2 separate regions of the Mus musculus genome follow, and region 1 is linked to region 2. The links are chromatin contacts, called in public HiChIP or PLAC-seq maps. All regions are on one chromosome and are shown on one strand. Each heading gives the region's core, a stretch centred on a gene start, on an enhancer-like site or on the middle of the called end of the contact. The rest is flanking DNA. Distances are from core to core; before and after follow the strand shown. Region 1 overlaps Gpa33 (glycoprotein A33 (transmembrane)). Region 2 has its middle 16 kb from the start of Gm46168.

Region 1 (3,721 bases), core at 1,119-3,618, 400 kb after region 2:
CAGCATCCACCTGTGACTATTTCTGCACTGAGAGCTTTCACTGTTCTTCACTCCTTTGCTAACCTCAAAGCTCCAAAACGCCTGTCTTCAACCCTACTTCTCTACAAGCTAGAGTCCCTCAAGACCAACAGACAACTTTCTAACTCATATATCTCTAAAGACTTCCAACTCACAGGCTGCAGTCCGACTCACGTGGGGGGCCTTCTAGCCTAAGTCCTCGGTGACTTCTCTTGTGCCAATATCTGATGCTCTGTCCATCTAAGAGCAGAAGGCAGAGACCTAGCAGTGACCTGCTACATTTTTCTATTGCAATTCGAAAAGCTATCTCAAATTTACCGCTTACTCAAAATTACGATGCTAATATTAGTTTGCTCACAGATCTGGAGTTGAGAGGGGTCTCATCAAGTCTGCGAGGTGCCGCTTAGCTGGGGTGGCTTTGCTGAGGGTGGAAAACTTCTTCTCGTGGTGGTACCGTCGGCAGCAGGCAATCTGGTGTTGGCTCTGGCTTTGCTCCCTGTGGCCTTCCACGGTATAGGCCTTCGCTTCCTCAAAGCCTCAGTAGGAAGCCAAGAGCAAACACCTAGAGCTAGAAAATGGTAGTGCCCAGTCCCAAACTGGAGCCCAGAGCAAATCTGCTGCACCCGGGCTGTTCAGGGAGTCATAGGCTGCAACTTAAGGGAGGGGAGAGGAGTCTTATTTCTTTCTGTTGTTGCTGTGTGTCCTAGGCTGGAACATACATCTCTGGGCCTTTGTCTCTCTGTCCCCAAATGCTGGGATCATAGATAGGTGCCACCACCCCTGGGAGATAGTTTTCTTTATTTTCACCTCTCATCCACCTACCCTCCCCACCCTTCCCTCCCTCCCCACTCCTCCCTCCCTCCCTCCTCCTTTTCTCTCTCCCTTTTTCCTTTCTTTCGTGGTTATGGAGGACCTTGTGAATGCTAACAAGTGTTCTACCACTGGACCTACGCCTTCAGCCACACCTTGATTCTTTTTTTCTTTCTTTTTGTTGCTTTTGTCCAGACAAGATTTCAATGTGTAGCCCTCAGCTATCCTGGAACTCACTCTGTAGATCATGCTGTCCTCGAATTTAAGAGATCTGTCTGCCTCTGCCTCTCAAGTGCTGGGATTAAAGGTATTTGCTATGCCTGCCGCGCCTCAAACCTTGATTCTTGATGAGAACAGTTTCAAAGAATTTTGGGCCTATCATAACTTGCCAGGTCACCGTTGATGGCTCCCGCTATCTCACCTAAAGCCAGGTCAGCCCTCTGTGCTTCTGACACTGTCTTCCACCCTTGCTTGACTCTGCTCATTTTGCTTGACCTCTTGTCGTCATGACCTCTTAGGCTTGGACTTAACTCATGCTTAAGTCAGTGGTGTGACCCTAGAGTTGCTTTATAGGGAGGAACTGGTGGGGTGGCTATAGGGAATCTGGCTGGAAGGGAGCCAAGTAGCAGGTTTGTCCAGAGCGGCCTTCATGGACCTGGTACACTGTTGGCCTTTGTGTTTTATCAGGAGTGGGGTGGGGGTGGGGAGAGAGAGAGAGAGCAAGAGCGAGAGCAAGCGCCTTTGGTCCTGTTGCTACACTCTGCCTATTTCTCCAACCTTGCCCACTTCCCACACATCTCCTCTTCTGTCTCTCTTTCTTGATGCTGCTTCCCCTCCAGCCTCTGCTGAGGACCGTGTTCCCCTCTCCTGAGGTGCTCAGTCCGTTTTCTCACTGTGTGGGTGTGGTATTGTGGGGGAGGGGGCACTTGTGACCATGGTGGTTTCACATTTGTTCTGAGATTATTTATTTATTGCCATCTGACTCACCCAGAGGACTGGCCTCTGAGCAAGCAGAACTGTGCCACTGTAGGCTTCTCCACCTCTGTCAGGGTACCTGGAGCCCTGCTGGACAGTGATAATGCATGCTCCCCTGCCCTCTTGCCTCTTTCCAGGCTACAAGCCTGCTAGCCCTGCACTGTCTCCTGTGCCTCTCCGAGCCTAGCTTTTCTAAGTTTACTCTGTCCTCTCCACAACTGACTCTTGTACCTGTCTGATGTGTGAGAGGGAAGAAGAGTGGCTGAGGTCTCTTCCTTCCCCGGTCCCTGCCCTTTAGCTGGAGTCTCTCCCCTCTACCCAGTGTAGGAATTCCGGTGTTCAGACACATGATTTACAGAGACATACTGACCTTGGAGGTGAGGGCAATGACCCTCAAGCTGTCTCACATTGGCAACGCTCAACTCCATTCCCCTGCTGTCTTCTCCCTCCCTCCCATGCGCCCAGCTCCCTCTGTCCTCAGAGCAGGCCCCTGCACAGGGCACCAGCTACTGCCCTTGGAAACGGCCTTCCCTCCCGAGATGCATCCTCTTCGCCACCCACTGACCTTTGGGCCACTTCCTTTTCTTCTGCGCTGGTGAGTCAGGCATGCCACAGACATCTGACGCGGGCAGCACAGACACGACTTTAGACAGACACTTCCGGTTAGGACAGCCGCCCAGTTCATTGGAGAAGAATAAAGTGTCACTTGGTGTCCCAAAGCTCCCTGCCCTTCACTTGCCCACCAGCTTGCTAATACGTGCCCTGCGAGGGAGTGGGTAACACACCGCGAGTGAGCTTTATCCTCCTATGACGCGATCCATTCCCGTGTTCCTGCCCCTTCCCAAGATGCTCTTCTTCTCTGTTCTCTCCTCTGTCTTCTATCTCTTCCTCTTTAGAAGCTCGTTCACTGTAACCTGGAGGCTTCCCAAGCCTCTCTATCCTGTCTGGAGGGGACTAGAGAAACCTCCAGAGTCTTTGTCTGGTTTCAGCTCCTTCATCATACTGTGTCAGGCAAGCTGCGGGACACAGTGGGTTGGTTGCTTGTGCCGCCTCCGCCTCTTGGCTTTGCAGCTGGAACAGGGCTGCTGCCCATTGCGGGGAAACTTAGACGAATGTATCCGGAGGCAAAACCCTAAACTGCCCTTTGATACCCAAAGTCCAAAGATAGCTGTTATTGATGCTGTCTTTCTGGTTTGTTGTCTTTTAGAATTCACCCTGTGTCTGTGGTCATGCGGGACTGTGGGTTGTGCAGACACAACCCCTGCACCCTTCCTCTTCCCCTTATGTCTATGAATTCAACACAGTGAATGGCATCCCTCGAGGGCGAAGTCCAATTTCACCTCCTCAATACTCTTCCCTGCTTCCCTGTTAAAACCCTCTTACTGATTCCCCTCCTCCTATCTCTCTCTTCTCACCCTTACTCCTAATACTCTATTAGGCTCCATTAGGGTACTGGTTGACAGTGACATCTACCTGCTTCTTATTAGGGATTTTGCCACAAGCCACTCAATCAACAAAGTCCTAATTAGTACCCAGCCAAGAGGCAGGCCTCTTGGGCATTGAGCCAGTGAGTGCCACTTACTAGAATAGTCTGAGACACGGGGTCCTCTTAGAGAACCCCAGCTGGTAAAAGAAGGAGCCTACACACAGACGCATGTCAACATGCGGATTATACTCAGAAAGGTAGACCAGCAAGGATTGGCTGTGGATGGGGGTGGGGTGGCAGGTGGAGGGGGTGGGGTGGGGGTGGGGTGGGAGAAGAACCTCCAGAGACTGTAGACTATGAACAAACTCTGTAAGTTCTGTTGGGCCTGGCACAGGTCTAGGGTTTTAGAAGAAATGTACTGAATTGACCCGAATTTATAGGTTCCTAAAGATCTATGTTGACCCAACAGTTCAACAAGTGTGGATAGATTTC
Region 2 (3,789 bases), core at 1,041-3,540:
CCTGATGTAATGAAGAGAAAGGTACTGTTGTACCAGATAAAAGGCCTCGGGGATATACATCTAATTGACACTACATTGCATTAATAAACAGCTGCACATTTTGCAAACTACACTATGATAGACCTAAGCTTCCTGTTTAAGTTGCAGTGATGTTTCTGACTATGGATCATCGCTCCCTCTGTGGCAGACTTTTACAGTTCCTCTAAGGCATGCGGAACAACTATCTCAAAGTAACCTATGGCTTTCCTGACAACCCCTCACTTTCTCTCCTGCTAAGAACTATAGCCCTTTTCTACTGTTTGTAAAACCTTCTGCTACCAAGTCCACCACTTCTACCATCAGACCTATAGCCACTGCCATGGGGACTGCCTGAGCTTCTTCCACCAAAACTAACCCACCCCTGGATCCGTGCCATTATCCACTCTAAGTTCCAAAGTCATTATAGTTCCTACCACCACCACCACCACCACCACAGTCACCTCCACCAAAGTTCCCTCCATTGTAACCGTTACATCCTCCTCCACCACCTCGGTCTCCATATCCTGGTCCACCACCATTGCCTCCTCTACTATTGTAACCATGACCACCACCACAGTTACCACCATCACCTTCAAATCCTTTATATCCACCATCACCACTTCTGTAACTACCTCTGCAGCCACCATCTCTGCCACCATAGCCTCCTCTTCCACCAAAGTTTCCACCAAGACCAAAATTGCCTCCAAAGTTTCCTCACTGACCCACAAAGTTGCCACATCCTCCTCCCCAACCCTCTACGATCCTGCAGACTGCATCTCTCCTTCGCAATTATGCCCATTGACAGACTCTTTGTGGTCAGCAGGTGCATCTCTTGTTTAGAAACAGCTCTTTCCACTTCACAATTACACCCATTGACAGTGTGGTATTTCTGAACAATTTTATCAACTCTGCCATGATCATCAAAAGTTACAAAAGCAAATCCTCTTTTTTTCCCCACTCTTTGACTTCTATGATGTAGATGGCTTCTGCCATACTTTTCAAAGTAGTCTCTTAGATTATACTCTTCTGTATTTTCCTTTATACTACCAACATTTTCTTTCACTGTTCAACAAGTACCATGGCTTTTGGCCTCTCTAGAAATGGCGCCTCGGTTCCACCCCAGTCATCAGCTTTGGGAGGGGGGTGGGGGGAACACTCACCGCAGCATCAAGAGATAAGGTCAGGAGCCTTAAGCCTCTGGAACGTCTTGTTGGGGATTCCTCATTATCACACAGTCTCTAATAGTGCCCCGTTTCTCAAAATGTTCTCTTAAGTTATTTGTGGTTCCGAAGCTCAGACCACCAAAAAACAGCTTTCTCAGCTGCTCTGGTTCCTTTGGATCATGGCCTCCATTTTGAGTCCAGACGTGCCTCTTCCAACGCGAATTCCCCTGTTGGTTTTCTTTGGTCCAGTAAAATCCGTGCAGTAGAACACAACCCACTCACTTGCTTAACGGTGGTTGAGTTCACTGGCCCTCTGTGTTCTGAGTCCCTGGCAGGTATGACGTGCTGTGACCCGATGCTTCGGATGGATACTTGTGTGGGCCCACCACAGCATCATGGGATGACACTTCCATTTTAAAGGTTTATTTATTTTTATTTTATGTTTATGAGTGGTTTGACTACCTATGTATGGATACCTTACGCATGTAGTGCTTGCAGAAACCAGACGAGGTTATCAGATCCTCTGGAACCCTCCATGTGGATACTGGGAATCAAACTTGAGTCTCGGCCAGAGCAAAAAGTGCTTTTAACTGCTGAGCCATCCGTACAGCTCCAATACTTCCGTTTTAAGCCAAGAAATATTCTAGGTCGTTTATCTTTTATTCTAGTTTAGATCCTGAAACTGATGTTTTGACAATACTGGTTCTGTCTCTGCACAGACGTCCTTGTTTGGGGAGGCTCCAGCTACAGTCTGGACTGGAGTGTCGAAACATGCCTCACTGCGGAAACCTGCGACTCTGAGACAGCAAACTTCTCCCATCCATGAGTTCACAGATCATTTGCAAGACTGTTGCAAGCTATAGAAACAGCGCCCTCTTGTGACCAGAGCATGCCACACAGTCTCCAGAGAAAGACGCTTCAGTCTTAGAACTGTGGCGATCTCTGCCCCCACAACTCACTCTCATTTTTCTTCCCTTCTCTCTTCCTGTATTTATTTTGAGGCAAGGTCTTGCTGTATAAATATAGAACTCACAAAATAACTCAGGCCGATCTCAGATTCAAACTCATTATCCTCTTGCCTCAGCCTCCAAAGAGCCAGGATCATAGGTTTGCCCCAAGTCTGGCATCCCTCTGTTTCAACAGTGTTCAAAGTAAGACTGGTGACGTAATTCCGAAGCAAGGTTCATTAAAGCATCCGAGAGAGCAGTCAGTCAATCCCAGGGAGGCTACTGTCTCCCTGTTTCCAAAGTAGAGTCTAGACCTGCTTAAAATGTTTAAATGAGCGAGCCACACATTCTCAGGAAATCCATCAAACAAAGATTTATTTCTCTTGACTGGGCTTTTGATAAACGTGACAGAATGCAAACATGCAATCTCTTGATAAAGGCCCTGCTGCTGACAAACAGTAAGATTGCTGTCCTTTAAATAAATGAGAAGGACGAAGGGACAAAACAGCTCAGAAGGTTTAAAAAAAAAAAAAAGGTCCTTGCTGTCGGAGCCTGAAGACCTGGGTTGAGGACCCAGTTTCAACACCTGGTGATCCCATGTTAAACGTTAGAGACAGAAGCCCTCATCTGTAACCCCAACGTTCCGTTTGAGAGATGAGAGCTGGTGACAGAGCTGGCTGGAAGCTCTTAGGCCAGCTAGCTAGGAGTACTCAGCTTCACTCCATCAGAGAACATAAGACAGAGCCTGCATCGATAAGGTGGAAGGAGAGAGCTGTCTCCCCAAAGCTCTCCTCTCGCCGGTCGCGTGCGCTGGCATTTGAGAAAATTATTTACCTAGATGCATGACTCACAGTGCCAACTTCAGAAGAAGAAAACTCAACAGAAGGAGAAAACTAGGCCCAAATCTCCTGTTGGTGCTACTGGAATCTTTTGATACCTCATCTCACAATGTAGCCCAGGCTCGCCTCGAACTTGATAGCCTCCTGCTTAGCCTCTCAGAGAGCTGTAGCTACAGATGCTCCCAGCACGCCTGGCTTCCAAGTCCCTTTGAGAAAAAGAGTCAGTGAATCCTGTAGCTCGTGAAAGAAAGGGAGACATCAAAGGGATTCTCAAACAGCAGTGTTCTGGGACAGCCTTTATTTATTATAGATGCAGCCTCACCCACAGATCTGACGCCATTAATCTGGGCCTGAGGAATCCACCCCCTCCAGAAGGAAGCTGAATTTTCAATAACTGCTCAGGGAATAGTTTAGAAAGGGGATGTTGCCACAGCAAGTCTGTGATGATTTGAGCAGGGTAGAGAAGTGAGATCAGATGCCATTGCTCACAAGGACAAACATCTCCGAGCAAAACGCCTTGATATATGTTTATTTTAAGCTGTGGTTTCTTTCTTTTTAAAAATAGACTATCTTTTATTTATTCTTTGACAATATCATACATGTAAACAATGTATCTTGGTTGTATACATTCTCCCCCCTTCCTTCTCACTACCCCTAGGCATCAGGCACCCCAGCACACCCCCTCCCTACTTCAAGTCCTTTTTAAAAAACTATTGTCTGTAAGAACCAATGTGATTTTAGAGCAAATTGAAGCCACCAGATCCGTTAGGAGTTTATGTGGCCTTGTGTGGTTTGGAAAGCATCGATTGCCTAAGACAAAGG

What was found. HiChIP or PLAC-seq counts read pairs in DNA pulled down with a chosen protein or histone mark.
Region 1: an H3K4me3 HiChIP or PLAC-seq map of bone marrow-derived macrophages shows a contact between it and region 2, with 4 times the contacts expected there. The contact joins two enhancer-like sites. A contact is called at or near these places in 1 of 39 promoter capture datasets (hippocampal neurons), 1 of 484 Hi-C or Micro-C datasets (CD8 T cells), 1 of 115 datasets of contacts at active chromatin or transcription factors (bone marrow-derived macrophages) and 1 of 9 other capture datasets (liver).

The regions. Positions count from the first base shown.
Region 1 is chr1:166,135,948-166,139,668 of GRCm38.p6, forward strand. The region is part of intron 1 of Gpa33 (glycoprotein A33 (transmembrane)); the gene reads left to right. Among named protein-coding and RNA genes, the nearest start is that of Gpa33, 7.6 kb to the left of the region's middle. Within about 2 kb of position 2,369, at least 102 of the 459 cell types and tissues checked have an H3K27ac peak or open chromatin away from gene starts, as enhancers often do. A contact at or near this core is called in bone marrow-derived macrophages, where this site is marked.
Region 2 is chr1:165,734,296-165,738,084 of GRCm38.p6, forward strand. No RefSeq gene overlaps it. Among named protein-coding and RNA genes, the nearest start is that of Gm46168, 16 kb to the right of the region's middle. Within about 2 kb of position 2,291, at least 43 of the 459 cell types and tissues checked have an H3K27ac peak or open chromatin away from gene starts, as enhancers often do. A contact at or near this core is called in bone marrow-derived macrophages, where this site is marked.